2 separate regions of the Mus musculus genome follow, and region 2 is linked to region 1. The links are chromatin contacts, called in public HiChIP or PLAC-seq maps. All regions are on one chromosome and are shown on one strand. The core of a region is the stretch at or near the end of the contact, and the rest is flanking DNA. Distances in the headings are between cores, read along the strand shown.

Region 1 (4,939 bases), core at 1,825-4,324:
TTAGAGACAGTTGTAAACTGGTATGGGGTATTAAAAATCAAACCTAGTTCCTCTAAGAGAACAGTCACTGCTTGTAACTGCTAAGCCATTTTTCCAGGCCTCTTTCATGTTTTGTCTTGACTTGTTTTTGAGACAGGGTTTCATTATGCTGCCCTGGCTGGCCTGGAACTCCCTATTTTGGCCAGCTGGCCTCAAAATCAGAGATGCCTGCCTTCCTCTGCCTCCCAAGAGCTAGGGTGATAGGAATATGCCATCACACCTATCTTTTTTAAAAAATAATATTTATCTATTCATTTGTCTTGTGTGTGTGTGTGTGTGTGTGTGTGTGTGTGTGTGTATGTGTGTGTGTGTACTCAAACCATGGCACACATATAGAGGTCACACTGTCTTCTGTTCAAACAGCCAATCAGAAGCATCCATCACATTCAACTTCAAAATTTGTCCTGCGTCCATCTGCTTCTCTCTAGATTATTGACACAGAGTCCAGGCCAATCCCGTGCCTCACCAGAACCAGAGTAGTGTCTCCTTCCTGCTCGGGTCTCCTCAGTCACACCTCCAGCCCCTTTACACCAGTCCCCAAAACAGTGAGCTGAATAATTTGAAGGTGAAAGTGACGCTCTGCCCATCAGGAAAGTGGCCTTAATTTTGTTTAGACATTATCACATGCTATTATCACACCCAACAAATATCTCCCCACCCCAACCCCTACAAGACAGAATTTCTCTTTGTAGCCCTGGACATCCTGGAACTCTCTTTGTAGACTAAGCTGGCCTTGAACTCAGAGATCCTCCTGCCTCTACCTCCCAAGTGCTGGGAATAAAGGTGTGTGCCACCACGCCTGACAATGTCTTAAAGTAACCCAGCAGTGCCTCCTTACAAAGCTAGCTTTTTCTCAAGCTCCAAGCTATCCTTTCTAGCTGCCTGGCTTTAGGGCCTACTCCCAGGAGTCTCCTCTCCCCTTGCTGTCCTTGTCATAGATCATAGTTATAGGGACACTTGTCCTCTCTCTCTCATTAGAATATAAACTTCCTGCACATCACTGAATTCCCAGTCTCTTTGGGTTTTTTTTTTTTTGCTTGTTTGTTTGTTTGCTTTGCTTTTTTGTTTTTGTTTGTTTGTTTTGGTTTTTCGAGACAGGGTTTCTCTGTATAGCCCTGGCTGTCCTGGAACCCACTCTGTACACCAGGCTGGCCTCGAACTCAGAAATCTGCCTGCCTCTGCTTCCAAGTGCTAGGATTAAAGGCGTGCGCCACCACCACCTGGCCTGCTTTTTTGTTTTTGTTTTTGTTTTGTTTTTAAGGTTTATTTATTATTATATGTAAGCACACTATAGCTGTCTTCAGACACACCAAAAGAGCACATCAGATCTCATTACGGATGGTTGTGAGCCACCATGTGGTTGCTGTGATTTGAACTCAGGGCCTTCAGAAGAGCAGTCAGAGTTCTTAACCACTGAGCCATCTCTCCAGCCCCCCAGTCTCCTTGTTAAACACCACAGCAACAACCAAGACCATGATCCTCGGACAGCTTTGGAGATGGATAAATGTGGCATCACTTGGAGACAAGTAGAAGAGCAGATAAGAGTCCAGTTCATCTGTTAGCCAAACAGCAGCAACAGACAAGCTTACTAAGGATGCTTCTGCCTTGCCCAGTTCCTGAACCAACCCCAGTTCTCATCCCAGAACCTCCTAACCAAAGAGGTGGCAGGGATCCCAGGAGGAAGAACAGAGAACACAATGCAAATACATAATGTAGTGAGGCTCCTAGCCTTTCCCCAAGGGGATTGAAGGTCATCAGGGAACTGTCAGGGAAGGGGATACCCAGACAGTGTTAGGACAATTAAAAACAGATCTGAGTTACCATGACAACAAGAGATGCTAACCATGATCACAGCCTTGCCCAACTAGGATGGAGGCACACAGACCTCCATCTTGTACTTCTGCTGGGTCTGTAGACCACCAAAAGTAAAAGTGGAATGAACGACTTAGAAGTTGAACAACTGTCACATGAAGTCTGGTGACTAGTGGATGTCCCTTAAACTTTACCTAAGCTAATAAAGACACCAAAGCCTAGGGAACATGGTGGGAATGCAAGTGTGGTGGCTCCTATCACATCCCCTCTTAATTCACAGGTCTGGCACTTGCAGTACCTGGATGGATTCTAGACAATGATCATCAATGTCCGCAAGCACAAGCAAGCAGCCACCCCGCCTTTGCTACAGTAGATCCGTCGACATGGCCTTGGGCCCAGGGAGTGTGGCCACTAAGTGAAATGAAAGCTTTTACTCTTATTTTATTTTTATTTTGAGGTGTCAAGGCCTTCCTACGTAGACTAGGCTAGCCTTGATCTCAAAGAGATTTGCCTGCCTCTGCCACTCCAGTACTGAGATTAAAGGCATAAGCCACTAACCTGGCTTTATTTTATTTTATTTTTTAATTTTAAAATGGATCAAGATGCTCATATCTGTGTGGAACACACAATCACATATGCTCACTGGCTGTGATAAGGTATTCTCAGTAGAATGGGGATAACCGACTCTTTCACAGATCGCGGTCCATTACATCTCGTCAACAAACTCTAGCCTCTGGAATAAATCTGACCTAGAACTTTTTTATTTTTATTTTCAAATATTGGGACAGGGTCTCATTATGTAGCCCTAGCTGTCCCAAAACTCACTGCTTGAATGTTCTAGAAGAAAAGTTTTTCTGTTTACACCCAGGGCGCGCGCGCGCACACACACACACACACACACACACACACACACACACACACCTTACCATGGAGCTCCCACCCAGCCCGGCCCCAGCTCCCTGCAGGGCACTCTGGGCTCCCCATCGCACCACCCGGCCACCCAGCTCACCGCCTTCGGGCTTCCTGACGAGCAGCGATGCGCAGGCGCCGGGCCTGGATCCGCTCCTGCGGGTTATCCGAATGCACCGAGGGTCCGAGAATCGGGGTGGCTAAGTGTTCTTCCCCATTCTGCTCTAGGACCCCAATGGTTCCTGAGGGATTCATGGCGGCGTCTCCCACCCACTGGCAGCTCCGCCTGGACCAGCAGCCGGGTTGCTAGGAACAAGCCGTTGCCAAGGGAAAGCAGTCACCTGACCCATCTCTGGCTAGCTGTCGCGCGGCGCTCCAGCCCAGCTTCTCTGTCAGGCACTACGAGTTGTATATTTGTATCCCAAATGTGGACTTGATTCCCCTTGCCTGAAGTTGGTTTGGAGGGGCTGACTTGACCCCACGAAGGCAGATGGAACAAACCGCACCGCATCTCTTTCTGACTCAAAAGCCCAATTCATCATCCACCTTACCAAATGAATATTCCTAAAAGGCACTTTGCTCCAAAATAACTGAGTACCTGCAACATGAAAAGCATTGTATTATATAGCTAGAGACAGTGGCGTCCTTTCCTTAAGCTGAGTGGGAGACCACCTCAGCCCATTGCAGTTTTGGAAGTGTGAACTCAAGTACACTCATCATCTGTAGCCATGACCGAAAAAGAGGTGGGTTCAGGAGAATGGTTGGGGGGGGGGGGGCGGGGAAGAACCCAGGACACCACCGCTCTCTCAAAGCAGCAGTCTGCGGGGGCGGGGGGGGGGACATCATGCCTTAGGCACCGTGTGTCCCCTTGTCAACAAAATAATGTCCTGGGGCCAGAGAGAAGGCTCAGCAGTCAATGTTTATGGCCAAGGAGAGTGACCAACTGAGTTCAATCCTTTAGGCCCACACTATGGAAAAAGTACCAGTACTGATAAATTGTCCTTTGACCTTCACATGCCACAGTGGCATATGGGCACACAAAATCATAGGTGTAAAAAGTGGTTTTTTTTTTGTTGTTGTTTTTTAATGTTCTCTTTAAGAATTAAAACTATGCCTGTGGGCTTGTGGTACGGCTCAATGGTAAAGGGTTTACCTACACCAGTTGGTTCGTTGGAGCACCTTGGACAGGACACACAAAACAAAACAAAAACACCACTCCTGTAATCCCAGAACTCAGGATTGTGTTCCAGGTCATCCTGGAACACAATGAGACTCCATTTCTAAACTAAATTAAAATAAGAAATGTAAAGCCCTATACCAAAATAATAATAATAATAATACCCACCCTTATAATAATAATACACACAGACATGCAGACATAGTGGTTCACAATCAGCCCTCTGGGAGGCTGAGATAGGAAGACTGTAAAGTTCTAGGCCAAGCAGGGCTACATTTCAAGACACTATCCCTAATGCAAACCACTCGACAGTTTTATTTTTGTAGCATTGGAGACTGAACTTAGGGACTCAGACATGCTAGACATTCCTTGATGATGAAGGGGTTTTATGGCTTAGGGAAGTTGCAATGCAAGAATGAGTTTGCTGCTGGGGGTGGTGGCACACGCCTTTAATCCCAGCACTCAGGAGGCAGAGGCAGGCGGATTTCTGAGTTCGAGGCCAGCCTGGCCTACAAAGTGAGTTCCAGGACAGCCAAGGCTACAGAGAAACCCTGTCTCGAAAAAAAAAAAAAAAAAAAAAGAATGAGTTTGCTGTGTAAAACCTAATCCTCTATAATAGGAAAGCCCAGAAGACACACCCTTCATAAATCCTATAAGATGCAAACTGGTGAGAGGGCCACCAGCACATCTGAAGGGCTTTGTGGTCTCTGCTTATGCCAGACCTTAGGGTTGCAGATGCTGCTGCTCAACTGAATGGATGAAAGGCAATGGGATTAACTGGGCACTGAGGTAGCAGGGGCCAGTGGCAGCACTGAATCACCAGAAGCAAGATGACTGCAGTTATATGGGCAGCCTAGACAAAACAATGTTCATAATGATGTAACTCATAATGGTCAGCACAGGCAAGACAAATTTTATAACGGCATGACTCATACAGACCTTTGGTACTGGCTAATCACGGTGTTTCCAGGCATGAAGTAGATAATGAGCCTATTGCATTTA
Region 2 (4,939 bases), core at 1,074-3,573, 61 kb before region 1:
CACATCCCTCCCCCCACTCCAGTCCTTAATGCCCTGCTCACATCTACACTGAAATCTGCGATGGTTAACTTCAGTCATCAGCTTGATAGGGTTTGGGACCACAACAGAACAAGCCTTTGGGCAGGCTGGGAGGGAGGGAGGGAGAGAGGGCGTGTCAAGATTAAGGAAAACCTAAATGAAGCCTGAGGCTGAATGAAAAGGAGAAACCAAAGTAAGCACCAGAGTTCTCCCCTCCCCTCCCCTCCCCCTCCCCCTCCCCCTCCCCCTTTTTGGCATCAGATGCGGTGTGAGCAGCTGCCTCCAGCTCCTGCTGACATGGCTTCTGTGCCACCATGGACTGTAATCCCAAACTGTGAGCCAAAATAAGCCCTTGCTCTCTAAGCTGGGTGTTTGGTCAAAGCATCAAGATAGGAGACTCAACCAGAGCGACTTCTTCATAAACTCCAACCTCGACTTTAAAAAAAACACGTTGGCGTTAAAACACATCCACAGGCCCACATCTAGCCAGCTGGGCTGGGTGGGCTGGCGACACACCATAGCTATTACAAACAGCTTATATTCAAATCCTGACCCTCCTGTGGGCGGACTCAAGACAAGGCATTTGACCCCTACAAGCTTCACTGTCCTCTTTGATACAATGGAGAGTGTGAAGCATCTACCTTGGCGACCTTTTTACACCTGTTGCTAGGGTTAATAAAATGATGAACTGTTGCAGCGGGGAACAGGGGGGGAGTGTGTCTCAGTACCTGGCAGCCACATCACAAGTGGTACCTACATTCTTTTTGTTGAGAGTCTCCAGCTGGCCTGGACCTCCATAGGCCCTGAGTGGCTTCAAAACTGAGGCTCCTCTCCTACCTCGACTTTCCAAGTGCTGAGATGAATACAGGCATAAGCTACCACACCCAGCTCTTAAATTCTTATGTAGGTTTTTTTATCAAGCGTAGCCTCTGGTGTCTGATCGTTCCGCCCCAGCTAAACTAATGGGATGTCTGAGAAGGAAGTCAGGAATGCCTTTTAGAAATTCCAGAGAGGCCCTGTGTGGGGTGCACTGATGATGTGACAGAGAGGAAGTCATCAGAGCGGAGACGGGAGCAATGCTGCTGACTATACTGTCACTAAACAAGACCACAACTTCCCTTTGTTTTGTTTTGTTCTTTCAAGACAGGGTTTCACTATGTAGCCCTGGCTGTCCTGGAACTCACTCTGTAGACCAGGCTGGCCTCAAACTCACAGAGATCCTCCTGTCTCTGTCACCCAAGTGTTGGTATTAAAGGCTGGGATTAAACTTCTTTAGTGCAGGGACCACAACATGAATATGATCCTGTACCTCACTGTCCAGCTGAGAGCACACAGGACCTATTACAGTGTTTCTTTTATAAGCTATGCCTCTATGTGCCTAATTCTGAGCTATCTGTGGGTTTGGTCACTTAATTGATTTAAATGTTGAGCTTCTTAGTTGATTTTGGGGGGGTGATGGGGGGCTTCTGCCTTCACCTCCAAATCTTCACTCTCATGTGGCCTTTAAACAACGCCTCTAAATCTCAGCACAGTAAATGCACCTTACAGCATGACTTCCGGTGACTAAATGTATGCCAGATAGCAGAAAACAAGCCACACTGTTTCCCAGTGTGTTTACCAAGACCAGAGAAGCCCAGATAAGAGGAAGAAAAGCTAGTGTTTCCCTCACAAAGCATCACTTTGTCACTAAATGCAGTTTTATCTTTGCCTTATCTGAGGCTGGCGTGGCCTCTGCAGGTTAAACACTGGGTGGCGCTCCAAGCCCAGGTTTCCATCAATCCTGCAGCAGCTTTAGCGCCACAGGAAAGTTTGCTGACCGAGGCAAGCATTGACTTCAGGTGCATGCACACACCCCCACCTCCACCCCTACGCTCTGCCAGCAACTCCTACTCAACAGGCTTCACCTGCAAGAATCATTCCCAGGGCTGTAGGCACCATCTGAGCCGCACCTGCCACTCCCAGACATGTTCTGAGATTGCACGCCTCTGCCTAAGATGCCTACGCGACAGCCTAAACCTTACTTGGCCTTCCCAGTGCAACCCAAAATTCCTGCTGTGTTTTCTCCAACCGAAAGCCTCCTCCTGTGACTTCCTACATTCCTTGATCTCCTTGATCTCCTTTTTAGAACAGACCGCTGTTAAGTGTCCCGTGTTGTCAGAGGCAAGGGACCGACCGGCCCTCCATTCACACCCACACAGCTTGGGACACTTGAGGAAGGGAGGGACGAGGGAAGAAGCGGGGAAAGGAGGACGGTGGGTTCACACGGAGCAGGAAGGGGATTCCATGAGACCGGGTTGGACAAATTTTCGCTCCAAGGACTGGGAGAGTGGAAGGGCAGTCACGTGGCGACTGTGGCGCACAAAGGCAGCACATCCCTTACCTCTGCCGCTTTGTCTCCTCCTCTTCAACCCTCCTGTGGATCTCTCTGACGTCTGCAGCCACCTGAATATTTGTCACCAACTCGGTCCCGCAGAGCAGGAGTTTAGTCAGTTTCTGGAAAACAGAGAGGCGGCAAGCTGTGAATCTAGACTATTCTGGGCTATTGAGATGGCTCACTGTGTAAGCTTGCTGCCAAGCCGCGAGTTCAACCCCGGGACCCGCACTGTAGGAATCAACTCCCACGCCACAAGTCCTTGGACTGCCACAGGCAGCACAGCACATACATCCCGGGGCACATAAGTAGAGACGTTAAATGTAAACAGAGAGAGAGAGAGAGAGAGAGAGAGAGAGAGAGAGAGAGAGAGAGAGAGAGAGAGGAGCACAGTGGCTTATGTCTTTAAAACCAGAGCTCAGGAGGCAGAGGCAGGTGGATCACTGGTTCTAAGGCCAGCCTGGTCTACATGATGTTTTGTTTTGTTTTTTCAGACAGGATTTTTTCTGTGTAGCCTTGGCTGTCCTGAACTCCCTTTGTAGACCAGGCTGTTCTGGAATTCACAGAGATCTGCTTGCCTCTGCCACCCAAGTAGTAGGATTAAAACAGGCGTGTGCCACCCACCCAGCCTTACACAGTCAGCTCCAAGCCAGCTTGCTTTGGGCTCTCTGCCACCCTACTGACTCCTCATTTACATGTGGTTGGAGATCTGAAATCTAGTCCTTGTGCTTTTGACACAAGCACTTTACCCCAGTCATCCCCACCCACCCAACCTGCCCCAATTTCTCACTTGTTTGTTTCTGAGGCCTGCTCATATCATATCCTAGGCCAGTCTTCCAGCAGAGCACTCCTGTCCCCGTCTTGTGGGTACCTGTACTTACGTGCCATCTTTCCTGACAGGAACCTACAGTTTGAAAGCTCACTCCTAGGGAACCCCAAAACGAGACAGCCCCATCTAGAGTCAGCAACACAGAAGGTATACTTCCTGCCTATGAAAACCAGGCTACGAGACTCTGCGACCGCCGGCTCAGCTCGTACCAGGCGGCTCTCTTCTTTCTGTTTGTAGCTCTTGCTCTGCTCCTCCTCACTCTCCTTCTTCCCGTCCAAATACTCTCCCAGGGCTTCCCTGTGGCAGGAAGACATCAAGGCAGGACAGTGCAGTCATGAGTGTTTGTGCTTTGTGTTTAAACACACGCCGTTAATCCCAGCACTCGGGAGGCACAGGTAGGTGGATCTCTATGAGTTCTGCGGCCAGCCTGGTTTACAAAGCCAGTACCCAGGGATATATAGAGAAATCCAATCTCAAAACAAACAACGACGACAACAACAACAAAAATCCCACACTACAAGCAAATAAAAGAGAACAGAAAACCTTAGGATACAAAGCCCATCTTTGAATAAATCTAGTCAGGTGAAAAGGACAGGATGCTATCAAGTCCCCATGATGGTTGGAGCCATTAGTTTGACAGAATCTAGAATCACCTGGGACAGGTATCTGGACTGTACATGTGGGTTATCTTGAGGATCTGGCTGGGATGGGACGTCCCATCCCCGCTGTAGAAAACACCATTCCCTGACTTCTGCCCTTGACTCCCCGGCTGTGGACTATGAGCTGAAGTAAATTCTCTCTCTCAAGTTGCCTTTGTTGCAGGAGCAGGATAAGCAACCGAGATGATGCCTTGTAGCTGGCATCTCCTCTGTGTGGCATTTGGACACCAGCTGATGCCATCTGCCACACTTTTCTCTGACTCCTGCCCTCAGGCTTCATATTGGGTTCCAGAAGGGAACAGGTATGCTTGGTAAATGGGCTTTGACAGACACTAAAACCAACCCAGGGCGGCATGCACTTCCTTATCGTTGGCAGGCCTTGCCTCACTGGCTGGTTCTACAATAATAATCAACTAGAAAGCAACAGTCTAAGACCTGCCAGCTACTCACACTCAAAACCCTCGAGGTCAGAGCAGATGCCCAGCCTTTGCTGTCACTGTCAACTGACCTTTCCAATGGGTGGCTGGGCAGGGACCTTCAGGACCCCTCAGCATAGACCCCAGGTAATCCAGGGTACATTGTGTCTTAAGGTTTCTATTGCTGTGAGGAAACACTAAGGCCAAAAGCAAACTAGGGGGAGAAAAGGGTTTAATCTGTTTAAGCTTCTAAGTCTTCATCGGGCGTGGTGGCACATGCCTTTAATCCTAGCACTCAGGAGGCAGAGGCAGGCAGATTTCTGAGTTTGAGGCCAGCCTGGTCTACAAAGTGAGTGCCAGGACAGCCAGGGCTATACAGAGAAACCCTGTCTTGAAAAACAAAAAACAAACAAAACAAAAAAACAAAAAAATCTTAAGTCTTCATCGGCAAAGCAAGTCAGCACGGGGACAAAAACAGGGCAGGAACCTGGAGGCAGGGGCTGATGCAGAGGCCATGGGGGGGCGGGGAGGCGGGGCTGCTCTCTGGCCTGCTCAGCCCACTTTCTTATAGAACCCAGAACCACCAGCCCAGGGATGGAACCACCCATAATGGGCTGGGTCCTTCCCCATCAATCACTAATTAAGA

Evidence for each region. HiChIP or PLAC-seq counts read pairs in DNA pulled down with a chosen protein or histone mark.
Region 2: a contact with region 1 is called in an H3K4me3 HiChIP or PLAC-seq map of forebrain, with 6 times the contacts expected there. The contact joins the enhancer-like site here to the promoter of Drc1 in region 1. A contact is called at or near these places in 21 of 39 promoter capture datasets (the 3T3-L1 cell line, 3T3-L1-derived adipocytes, the C10 cell line and 13 more), 3 of 15 datasets of contacts at CTCF or cohesin (hippocampal excitatory neurons, large pre-B cells and liver), 5 of 484 Hi-C or Micro-C datasets (the G1E-ER4 cell line, bone marrow-derived macrophages, embryonic fibroblasts and 2 more), 23 of 115 datasets of contacts at active chromatin or transcription factors (bone marrow-derived macrophages, craniofacial prominence, double positive thymocytes and 17 more) and 5 of 9 other capture datasets (adipose tissue, embryonic tail, liver and 2 more).

What each region holds. Positions count from the first base shown.
Region 1 is chr5:30,279,528-30,284,466 of GRCm38.p6, reverse strand. It overlaps Drc1 (dynein regulatory complex subunit 1), which reads right to left and starts at 3,074. Exons shown (of 17, transcript NM_001033460.4): 1 at 2,861-3,074. The coding sequence starts at 3,015.
Region 2 is chr5:30,340,240-30,345,178 of GRCm38.p6, reverse strand. It overlaps Drc1 (dynein regulatory complex subunit 1), which reads right to left. Exons shown (of 17, transcript NM_001033460.4): 2 at 3,428-3,515; 3 at 2,399-2,511. Among named protein-coding and RNA genes, the nearest start is that of Drc1, 61 kb to the right of the region's middle. Within about 2 kb of position 2,323, at least 31 of the 459 cell types and tissues checked have an H3K27ac peak or open chromatin away from gene starts, as enhancers often do. A contact at or near this core is called in forebrain, where this site is marked.